Linked DNA regions of Sus scrofa: region 1 is linked to region 2. Evidence: chromatin contacts called from public HiChIP or PLAC-seq data. All regions are on one chromosome and are shown on one strand. Each heading gives the region's core, a stretch centred on a gene start, on an enhancer-like site or on the middle of the called end of the contact. The rest is flanking DNA. Distances are from core to core; before and after follow the strand shown. Region 1 has its middle 310 kb from the start of TNP1. Region 2 has its middle 72 kb from the start of TNP1.

The links. HiChIP or PLAC-seq counts read pairs in DNA pulled down with a chosen protein or histone mark.
Region 1: a contact with region 2 is called in an H3K27ac HiChIP or PLAC-seq map of skeletal muscle. The contact joins two enhancer-like sites. A contact is called at or near these places in 2 of 47 Hi-C or Micro-C datasets (embryonic fibroblasts and fibroblasts) and 1 of 2 datasets of contacts at active chromatin or transcription factors (skeletal muscle).

The regions. Positions count from the first base shown.
Region 1 is chr15:119,343,337-119,348,969 of Sscrofa11.1, reverse strand. No RefSeq gene overlaps it. Among named protein-coding and RNA genes, the nearest start is that of TNP1, 310 kb to the right of the region's middle. Within about 2 kb of position 3,274, at least 1 of the 83 cell types and tissues checked has an H3K27ac peak or open chromatin away from gene starts, as enhancers often do. A contact at or near this core is called in skeletal muscle, where this site is marked.
Region 2 is chr15:119,106,808-119,113,062 of Sscrofa11.1, reverse strand. No RefSeq gene overlaps it. Among named protein-coding and RNA genes, the nearest start is that of TNP1, 72 kb to the right of the region's middle. Within about 2 kb of position 2,437, at least 3 of the 83 cell types and tissues checked have an H3K27ac peak or open chromatin away from gene starts, as enhancers often do. A contact at or near this core is called in skeletal muscle, where this site is marked.

The DNA.
Region 1 (5,633 bases), core at 2,025-4,524, 240 kb before region 2:
TTTTTGAAAGGCATGAAAAACAGATGCAAATATGCATCACATCAAAACAGCAGTCTTCAAATATCTCCAAGCCAAAGGCACTACACAGTTAGCAGCTGCTTAGAGTAGCCCTCACTCACTGTCATCCACTTCAGTTAACAGCAGCCATGAAACATCTACATAACCATCCAAAGAATATTAAAAGTTTTATTAAGTAAAAAAAATCATGAAATCTAAGAAGTTTCCAACAAGCTTGCAAATGCCTCTGAGGGCTGCCATGTCAATTTCCCTTTCTCCAAAGAGGAGAACATCTACATCAGCACTGGTTTATAATGTTGATCTCTCCTCCCAGTGTTTCATTCTTCTGGTCTCTAGTAAAAAATAATTCTTGGGTAGAAAGGGGAAAAAGACAGAGAAGACCAAAAAATTAATGTTTTTCTAATATTGTTTGTTCACAGGCAGATCTCTATGATAAAAAATCCTGGTCAGTTTAGAAGTATATTTTGCTTTATGAGAAAAGGGAGGATGGTATACTAGAAATACAAGTGATCTGAGTCAATAAATCTTACTGAGTTACTGGAAAAATCAGAGACCAAACTCTGAGAACTTGCTGAGTCATTTCCTTCCTCCAGAGAGTTTAATCTGTAAAATGGAAGGGTTAAACTAAAAGATTTCTGAGGTTACGTCTATCCATGTTTTTAACATATGTGACAGAGAAGAGATGACTCTTAATTAAATTGCTCCTAGATATCAAAAGAAGAAAATGGGAAACACCCAAATAAGAAAATAGACAAAGGGGGTAAAAAAAAGTAACTTGCAAAAGAAATACTACATTAGGTCAGTAATACATGAACAGATGTCCAACCTCACTAATGACTGAAGAAATTTTTTTTTGATCTTTTTTTTATTCTTTTTTTTTTTTTTTTTTTGTCTTTTAGGGCCACACCAGCAGCATATGGAGGTTCCCAGGCTAGGGGTCTAATCAGAGCTGTTGTTTCTGGCCTATGCCAGAGCCACAGCAACACCAGATCCAAGCCAAGTTGGCAACCTACACCACAGCTCACTGCAACACTGAATCCTTAACCCACTGAGTGAGGCCAGGGATCGAACCTGCGTTCTTGTGGATGCTGGTCAGGTTCGCTAACCACTGAGCCACAATGGGAACTCCCTGACTGAAGAAATTTTAAATGTTAAGATGTTCTCTCAGGGTTACTTCTGAGCCTGGTCAAAAAGGAATAGATGAATTTTCACAATTTTTAAGTTATAGTGGAGTTCCCATCATGGTGCTGTGGAAACTAATCTGACTAGGAACCATGAGGTTGTGGGTTCGATCCCTGGCCTCGCTCAGTGGTTTAAGGATCCAGCATTGCCAGGAGCTGTGGTATAGGTCACAGACGTGGCTCAGATCTGGCATTGCTGTGGCTCTGGCATAGGCTGGAAGCAACAGCTCCGATTAGACCCCTAGCCTGGGAACCTCCATGTGCTGCTGGTGCGGCCCTGAAAAGGGACAAAAGACAAAAGAAAAAAAAAGTTATAACATTGTTTATAATAGAAAAATCTTGGAAACAACATTTATTCCCCATTATGGTATACACATTTATTAGAATACTACGATCCATTAAAAATGATAATATGGATCTAAAAGCCTTAACAGTTGAAATACAGCTATCGCATATTGAGAAAAAAAGAGAAGGTTGCCAAATAGGCATGGCACTACTCAAGGAAAACGTATGTATGGATGAGTGCATGTGCACTGGAAAAGACCCGAATGGACGGCTTCTAACTATTAAAACGGTTATCACAAGGTGTTGAAATCATTGCATAGTCATGTATGGCCACCTTCTTTACACTTTTCCGTATTGTTAGGATGTTGCACAGTGAAGACATGCTACTTTTATAATCAATAAATGTTACATCCATTTGGGAATAATATATAACTAATAAAGTACTATAAGCATGCTGCATATAAATAACAAAATATAAATATAAATATAAAGCAAAATAGAAATAAGCCCTCTTTGGGCAACAGATGATGGTAAGAGTAACTATTAACCTGTTCTGTTCATTTAGAGCACCAGAGTCTTGGATACAATGATTAGTTGCTTCTTTGTATTCATTTGCCTCTTTTAAAAATCGGTTTTATTTTCTGAGCCTCAGTTTCTCCATCTGTAAAATAAGGATTTATTATTTTCACCTTGCAAGGTAGTTGCAATAACTCAATGAAAAACACCTATATATTGTCTACAATAATAAATATCACTTACTCAAATTATACAAAATTTATACATTTATATACAAACAGTGATTCCTAAATTGATTAATAGAAACCACACTGGAATGATATAAGTCATTTGTACTTGTTGTGTTAACCAGGTTAGTAGTTAATAGGATATTCTTAATAGGATAGTGGTGAAAACTTTGGCCATGAGTGAATTTACTTCCTTCAGTGGATTCTCCCAAATTCTCTAATGTGAAGCCTTCATAACACTGCTTAGCCAGTTGGTCACATAGCAACATATACGGAGTTCTGAATATTAGCCACCTTTGGTGGGGGGATGGTGGGGATCTAAAAAAGAAAAAAGAAGATTCAAATTCTGCCTTCAATGTGCTTATAGTACAATGAGAAAAACAAGCCAACACTTCACAAAATGCAGTGTGATGAAATGCTATATGTGAAACATATACACTTAAAAGCTAGAGAAGTTTATATAATTCACTCTGTAGGTGGAAGCTTCAGGGAAGCTGTGATGCCAGAGAAAATTTTAAATGGGAATTTTTTACAAGGAAGATACCGGGAAAGGCATTCCAGGCAGAGAAGGAAACATGCAAAGGCATTGGAAGCCCATCCCCAGGAGACACAAAGCATTTCACAAAGAGGGTGGCATGGTTGGTGCATAAGACACGTGCTGGGAATTGGAATGAAATGGAGCTGAAGATACACAGGGACAGGATGGTGGGGGAGCTTGTAAGTTAGGCTGAGGTACATAAACTTTATCCTGGAATCCTCAGCATGAGACTAAGAAGTTTGATATGAAATGATCCATATTTTCTCACATCTGGTCTGGTCACTTCCCAGTGGGATACACTGAAAGACGGTAAACATGAGAGAAGGTAGAAATATATGTGGGGTCATGAATTTACTTTCCCACAATCTTTTTTCTTTGACTGTCATATTTCACTCACCCCTCATGTTCCCACGTGTTCTATAAAATGATCGTCTTCTTCCCCGTGGCCGCCTGATTCTCTCTTTCATCCTTCCTTTTCAGGAAGGTGACTTCATGGCAAAAGCTGTACAGGAATAAAGCAACACTATCTAGGAGCAGAGGATAGAGCCTTAGGAGGATTTCACTGAAGTCCCACTAAGAGAGAGTGAGAACATGAACAAAAGTAGGGAGAGAAGATGACGAGGCAGCGGTGGGTCAAGAGAATAGAACTAATGTGGGAAATGAGGGGTTCTCTACTAGCTTGACCATTGACTGGCTGTTAGAACTTTGGCAAGAATCCCTTAATATCTCTGAGACACTGATAAAATGGAAGAGAGTATGGGTATGGACTAAGTCAATCTACAGAGCTCATTTGGTTATAGAACTGGGATATGAAGTTATGGTGACTAGATAGTCTTGACTATGCTGGTGAGGTCCATGAGCTAAGAATGGGAGTATGAAGGGGCAGGAAAGGTGCTGAAGGGACTGGGTTGAGTCTTTTCCAGAGGAGGAAATGAGATGGGTGCGTCTCCAGAGAGATGTACCGGCAAGGCAATGTTGGCGTCCTTAGTGAACTCACTTTCAGTGACCTTAGAAAGGGTCAGCGAGGACTGGAAGGGTTAGGAAGATGACTTTAAGAACAAGCTGAGAAAATATGATAGCACAGGAGAGTGCTGAGAAAGAGCAGCCACCAGCAGAAAACTCTGGCACCTACTCCCTACCGATAAAACGGGCCAGCTCAGAAGCCAGCAGAGCTCTTCTGGGCTGGTACTCAAAGCAGGCAAGCAGACTGGGACAAAGGGGCTCTGCGATGTGGAGCAGAGTAGGGGTCCTGCTCAGCCAGTAGCACTCACACTGCAGGACCCCCACAATTTCTCCAGTGTAACTCACGCCTGGCTTGCCCTCCAAAACCCCACCACAACCACCACCTCCCACCAGCCTACTCCACCCGCCAGATGACCTGGACTGGAAATCAGGGGAGAGGTCTGCCATGGGTTGACAGCTGCATCACTGTCTGAGCCCTGGGGTGTTGATCAGTAAAATGGAGATAATCCATGTCCTGCCTAGCTTACAGCATTTTGGAAAAGAGCAAATGAAATAATGCAAAAATATGTAATAATGTTAAAATGTGCTCTAGGGTTTGAAATATGAGCATTGTCATGTCAGACCCTAAATAACTTGAATCTTCAATTCCCTCTAAGGCCTAAATATGTTAGAATTTAAAACAAAAAAGATCAGGGTATCTGGTTTTATTTGGCCCCCTTACAAATTCCTTAGACATCTTAACTGGCACTAATTTATAAAGTATTACAAAATTTTAGTAAAAAACATACAAATTTATAAAATGAAGGATCTACTAACTCAGTAAGATACCAGCTCATACCCGAAATTAGATTCCTCCTTTTACATCCTTGGCTTCTGCTGTTTGGAAAAGTCTACAGATAAATGTGGTTTTATAGAGAGTTCTTAGCTAAGAAACAGCAAGCAAAGACCTCTGATCCCAGCCTGCCTGATATGAGCTTTGATTTCCAAGGAGAGAGGTTAGTCTGAAAAAATTCTAGCATCCTATCAGATTCTGAGCAGGCACAGCTTTAGTATTTATTGAGCTCCCCCTATGCCTCAAGCTATTAGGGACTTGTAGGCAGTGGAGGGAGGGCCATGGGTAGTGTATACACCAGAGTTTCTACCTCAAATATCTTCAGGTAGTGGAAGGAGAGAGATGTAGATGTGCAGATGCATAAACAGAAAGTTAACAGTAATTTCTTCCATTTCTTGTTCCCATCAGATGTCTGATGCATTTGCATATGATGACACCAGATTCAAAAATGAACCTGGTTCCTCCTCAAGGAATATACATAACAATATCTTTGAGCTCTCCTGCAGAACTAAAACCCCCAGTGAATGGAAGATGTTAACTACTTGATGAAACATTCTTCATTTCAGAAAGAAGGAAGACTACCAGAACCAGTCATGGGACCACTAAACATCAGTTTTGAAAAACAATACAAGCTCGACTCAACATAGATCCTTATCTGTGGCCCTATTTTCTACTTCCAAACTATAAAACCATTTCCTATTCTCCACCAAAGGGGGTATAGTCTTTAAGGCATCAGCCTGCTGTGGCATCCTTAGACTGTCAAAGCAATAAAATGATAATCCCCCCCCAAAAAAAAGTGATCTGTGAAATGGGAAAGATTAGAAGGTAGAGGGGGTCGATTTTCATGTGTGTTTGATGGAGACTTTGAATTCTCCTTAGATGTATGGTGTGCTGAGCTAGAGTAGACTTAGGTCTCCTGGTTCCCAAGACAGATAGATGCCATGGTATATTAGAAAACCCATGATGGACTATTGAAGACAGATGGGCCTATATCAGAGTCTTTCCTCTAGACTGAACAACTTTTGGGTGAGATGCAACCTAATATGCCCATTTCACAGATAAGTCAGTGGGGT
Region 2 (6,255 bases), core at 1,188-3,687:
CTTAAGCCACTAAGCAAGGCCAGGGATTTCACCTGCCTTCTCATGGATCCTAGTCAGGTTTATTAACTGCTGAGGCACAAAGGGAACTCCTCAGAAGAATTTTAACAAAACTGTCCCTTCCTCAAATGGGCTGCTCCTTCTGCATGTACCAGTCATCTTGTCTCTGTGCCCTCTGCCCTCCCCCCATCTCTGACTGCCCACACCCTACCCTCTCCTCAAGACCCATTTCAAATGCCACCTGCCCGATTCGGCACCCTCTGGCCACAGATGGTAACTTAAATTGAAATTTCCTGAAATAAAATAAAATTAAAAATTCAGTACCTTGGTCTTCCTAGCCAAGTTTCCAGGCTAGCAGCTCCATTATGGGACAGCACAGACACAGACCATTGTAAAATATTCTGTGTAATCTACAATGAAGCCTGCTCTAGGGGAGCTGGGGATATAGGAGAAGCTGAGCTTGAGTTTCCTTCAAAGAATTCTTGCTCTATTCCTTTTTCTCAGGGTTGTCTCTATGCTTCTGGATCTGAACTGAGCATGGCATAAATTCCTGGGGGAAAATCCCAGAACTATTCTGGCTGCAGCCTGCTCCCATGGGAGGCAGATTCTAGGAGGGAGGGGATCAGGCCATGCCAGGAGAGGCTGAAGTCACAGTTAGTGACAGGACCTGAAACCACCCTTAGCACTGCCCTTGTACTAGCCTGTCTCCCCAAAACCCAGGACTCCTAAGGGGACAGAAAAACATCCCCAGACCTCAGGCTCAGCCCTGTCCCCAGCCAGGGGCCTGGACAGAAAGGGTTTTCGGAAGGAGGAGAGGGTGGAGGAGCATACGAACAAGGGGCCTTCTGTGACCTGGAATGAAGTCCTGGAGCACTGGACCTTTCACCTTGGCTTTCCCAGGCAGACAAACTGTCTGAGGCCTCCTGGCCTTGACCCCACTGCTACAAGCTGAAGTATTACTCTCAGCCCACCTACTGGTGTGTGTTCAGCTGTGGTCTTCACGATGAGCAGGGAGCCCCTCCTTCAGCCTATGGCCAGGAAAGTGTGACCCCAAGAAGCTGACTCCTCTGGCCCTCCTCCCGTTAGCACTGTGGCCACATTAAGGATCTCATCTATAACAGCAGCCCCTCCCTCTTTCTTTGCCAAACACTGCAAAGGCTGAGAGAGAATAAGGTACAGAGAGTGAGGGTTAAAGAAGGCATGATGGGGAGGCAAGAGGAGGGAGGCTCTGGGGAGAGGAAGGGCAGATGAGCCGGAAGCTGCTTGAATAATACAGAGATGGAGGGAGGAGAGGGAGAGAGCAAGAGACTTGGAGCAGAGCCCCCCACATGCACAGTCGTTGTCATGTCTGTGCTGCTGGCTAACGGGATCCTCTCTCGGCCTCATACCATCTGCTGGGCTGACTCGCCCTTGGTGGCAGCTGGTTAGTGGGACTCAGTATTGACCAGGCAAGAGGGAGTGGGGAACAACACGGGATAGCTTTCTTTCCTCCTTCAGGCCCTGAATGTCCATTCCAAGCCCTTCCTGCCAGGACCAGAGACCCTGAGATGTGATCTTCAGCTGGACATATCAGACATTGTATGGACCACGGCTCTGCTCAGGCACAACTCACTGTCAAGCCTGCTTCTAGAAGACTCAGATTCAGCATCAGGCAAGGGAAGGAGGATGCTGATGGGGGTCAGGGAGTGTGGTCAATGTTCTCTGGGACCCCATCTCTTTAGTGGTCCATTCAGAATAAAAGGATGTCCTTGGGGCTCCATATCTGGGCCCACTCAACATATTCCATGCTGCCCAAGTTTATTTATTGTCAATGGTCTTTCCAAAGCAATTTCCCAATTTCTCTAGTCACTTCCCTGTGGCATACAGTTGTCTTTGCCTCTGAGATCTGTCTGTACTTTTCCAGGGAATCAAGTCATATACAAGAATGATTACTTCTCCAACCTATTCCAAGTGTAGAACTCAGTCTTACAAATAAAGTAACAAAAACCCAGAAAAGGAAAATCATCAGGCTGGAGGTATCAGGCCAAGATTGGAACTTATGGCTCTGAACTTCCAGCTTGACTCTTCCTTCTCTGCTCCTCTGGGCCTCCACCAAATGGAGAGCCAATGAGGTGAACAGTTAGTTCCACATCCCACGATATAACCCATCAGAGCGTAGGACCTCCACCACCATGTCTTAGAGGCCTTTATTCTTCTTGTTAAAGCTGGTTATTTCTTCTTTTTCACTAAACCATCCAAAGGCAGTCTTGAAGGCTGATTTACATAATCACTTGGGATCTCTGCCTCCTAGGGCTGTGGTGAAGTTAAGGGGGTGGGGGGAAGAGCAGGGATGAAGGTTTCACATATCATTGGCCATGGCCTTTGGGAGGTACAGTCCTACTAGTACAGGGTAGCCTGGGACTGCCAGTGGCTCCCATTCACCCAACACCCCTGACTGAGCCCTGCTGATGAAAATCATTACATGGGTGCTCATGGATTCCTGGAAGTGCTGAGGCTGGAGGCATGCTCAATGGGAAGACACTATGTACAATTTCCAAACAAATTCACAGCTCAATTGTGCTGCTTGGATGGTTCCAAATTCCTCCTGCTGAGCCTGATTTCCCTCTGACTTTTTTTTTAATTATTAAAAACACAGGCCATCTGCCATCCCTGCAGGAAGACGGAGACTGCCAGAGGGCTGTAAACAGATCCTACGTGACGCCAGGGCCATAGTGCTCACCTCTGCCAAACAACCTCAACCACCCAACCCTAGAAAATACCCAGAAGACTCCAGCTATTTTTTCCCTGGGGGCTTTCTGTCTCTGCTCAGAAGACAAATGGCTTAGGAGAGCCGACGCAAAGTGCATGCAGCAAGGAGCAAGGGGTCAGGATGTGGGATTAGGGGAGACGGGAGGCCTTGACGGGAATCCCACAGCAGATTTTTCCTTGGGAAAGTCTGGCTTTCTAGTCCCTGCTGACTCAGAAGAAAACTCAGACCTCAGATTTCCACATTAAGGTGCTTCCTGCTGCTTCACACAGCTACTGGCTCCTCAGTAGGACTATTCACTTGACTTGACATCAACAATCCAGGTTTGCAGTAGTGTGGTCATAAGGTAAGCCAGACTTATTTGACTTAATTAGCATATGAGCCCTAGGGCACCCTGGGAGATGAATGGGTGTCACTGTAACTGAAAGATGTAGCTGATGAGAAAAATTGTTAGCACAGACATTTACAGACTCACAGAGGTATATTTGATTTCCTACAGAAAATAAGTCAACTTGGTAATAATGATGGTAGACTCATGATGATAGAAGTGACAGTAAATCATGAGACTCATAGTGTTACAAAAGCAATTACTACTTTTAGCATTTCGCTGGTGTCCCATGGCCTCTGGAACCAGACTGCCTGGAGCTGAGTACAGTCTCCTCATTTTTGGGCAGTATGAGCCGGGCAAGTTATTCAACTCCTTGTGCCTCGGTTCTCATTTTATAAAGTGAGCATAATTACAGTTCATATGTCATAGGGTTATAGATCCAGCTATACTAACTTTAGCCAGATACCACTCCCAGGAACAGGTCCCTCCCTATCTATTACCCTCCATGAGGGATTCTTTTGTTCTCTCCTGTGGGTTGAAGATTGGAACACTGATTTCACTCTCCAGAGTCTAGATTCCTTCTTCAGGAGGCTCTCTTCCAGACAGGAACTGCCGTTCAAGAAGCTAACTTGCTAGGACAGCGGGCAGTAAATAGGACAGTAAAGGCTCAGATTCTATAGCCTCTGCTAAAGAAGGAAGTCCCCTAAATTCCATGACCCCACATGAAAAATTCACTTCCTAGAAAGGATCTGTGGCTGATTGAACCTGGCCACCATTGAGAAGGAGGTCTATTCCCCTGTCCTTGAATCTCAACTGGCCTGATGACCTGCTTGGCAATAGACTGTGGCAGAAGTGACACCTAGGGCTTCAGAGGTTAGGTTCTGAGATGTCCCAGAGCTTTTTCCTGGGTTTCTTAGAATACTCTCTGAGCCTTGAGCCGCTATGGAAGAAGCCCAATGCCCGCTGCACAGATCACGTAGTGAAGCCAGGGACTACATAAAGAGGAAAAGGATGCTTGCTGAGCCTTGCCTTCCAGCTATCCCCATCAAGGCACCAGACATGACAGTGAGCTGTCCTGGCCCTCCAGACCAGCCCACCTGCCAGCTAAATACCCTTGAGTGACCCTAATTGCCAACATGGGGAGCAAAAGAATCTCCCAGCTGAGCCCTTCCTACGTTCCACCCATGAAATCATGAAATACAAGGAAAACATAACAAGAATTCTTATAAATCAGGATAGTTAGTTTCACCTCAGTAGATAATAGTGTCTGTGCCAGATGCAAGTATAGCCATGAGCAGCAAATTCAGACAGGTCTGAAACATCCCATGAGTTACTTCAGAGGACATTTTTTTTTAATTTGCTCTGACTCCCCTTTTTTTAGGGGAAGCCACTCTTCCTCATTCTCTGATAATGCTGCCCGGCATTACAATTTGTGACAGAATAAGTGGCTAGCCATTCAACAAATGTCTTTACTTTACTGCTGAGCTCACGGCCAGCCTTCATGTACCAGACAGTATTCCATTCCATGCACGTGGCTAAGTTCTGACTGATGAAATATGAGTCTGGTCCATCAGAGAACCTCCTGCATACTGGTCCAGTTTCTCATCCCCTGTCTGTTGGTTGAATATTGATGCTCTTGGTGACCTTGGAAGCTGCAAGTTGAAAATGGCAGGACCTCTCTGAGCCTGTGTGCTTGAGAATGTTCTCCTGATGGGATTTTAAATGACTAAAAGATAAACTTCTATTATGCCAAGCCCCTGAGACTCCCAGAGTTTGTTGTTACATTAGCTAGAGCTTCCTTATTATTCTGTTATGGCTAATGACTCCATCCTTGCTGATCAGAGGATCCCTTTCCTTTGGACACAAGATTGTGCTAGTGATAAATGCAGAATCACGGTTGAGCTAATTGAGTTACCTCCTGAAGTGTGCTAGGCGCTCTCTATCTTTGGAGCTCTGGGGGCATTTTGCTGAGAGAGACAGTTAGTTTTGATGATGTCAGTGAACTCGTGGGTTCAACTATACCTGAAGCTAGACCACTCCTTAGAATACCCAGTAACATGAGCCAGAAGACACCCTCTGGGAAAAAACTTATTGACAGTGTATTTTCAATCTTATCTCCAAGAGTCCTTACTAACATTGGAAGAATTATCTCAGATTTAAAGAGTTTTTAGAAGGCAGGGCATCCCAAGTCCTGTGTCCATGGTAAATCTGAAACCCAGAGCATCCCATTATACATGTTTCTTATGATAATTCATTGGGATCTCATATTTTATTTTAAGGCCATTTCATTACATTCTTGCACCCCCAGTAAGGAGGTAGCTCTGATCTAGGAAATGAACCCAGGCTAAGGAATAGGAGGCAGCTCTTCCTTTCTGGGTAAAACAGAATATTTGCCCCAAAGATGGCATACCTTTACAATTTTCAAACAATTTTAAGAGTATCCCAACTCCCAAGCCTGGTAGTATTATAAAAGCATAGAGACAGTGTCTTGGAGGTAAAGAAGGCTGGTAGCAACACATGGGGAGAAGGAATCAAGGATTAGGCAACAGGTATAATCTTAGGTTAAAATTTCAATTTTTGAGAAAAATGTCTAAGCCTAACTGTGTTGCACATTTGTATGCTGTAATTTGCTTTTGTTCTCTTTCATTTGCCAATACATTCCATTTATCCCCAATGTAGTGGATTGGATTGTGTTGCCCCCAAAGACAGGCTTTAGTCCTAACCTTAAGTACCTGTGGATGAGATTTTCCTTGGAAATAGGGTCTTGGCAGATGCAACCAAGTTAAGATGAAGTCGTTTTGGATCAGGGTGAGCCCTAAATCCAGTGACCAGTGTCTGTATAATAGAAAAGGGAGAGACATTTGGAGACAGAGACCCAGAAGAGACACAGGGAAGCAGGCCAGGTGATGATGGAAGTAGAGATTGGAAAGATGCAGCTACAAGCCAAGGGACATGCCAAGGAGCCCCCAAACTAGGAAGAGGCAAAGATGGATTCTTCCCCGGAGCCTTCAGAGGAAGCGTTTCTCATCCAACACTTTGATTTCAGATTGGCCTCCAGAACCATGAGAAAATATATTTCAGGTGTTTTAAGCCACCTACTTTGTGGCTATTTATGATACAGCCCTAGGAAGCCAATATACCTAAGTTTCTCATCCATGTATGAACACTCCCTCAGAGTGACTAA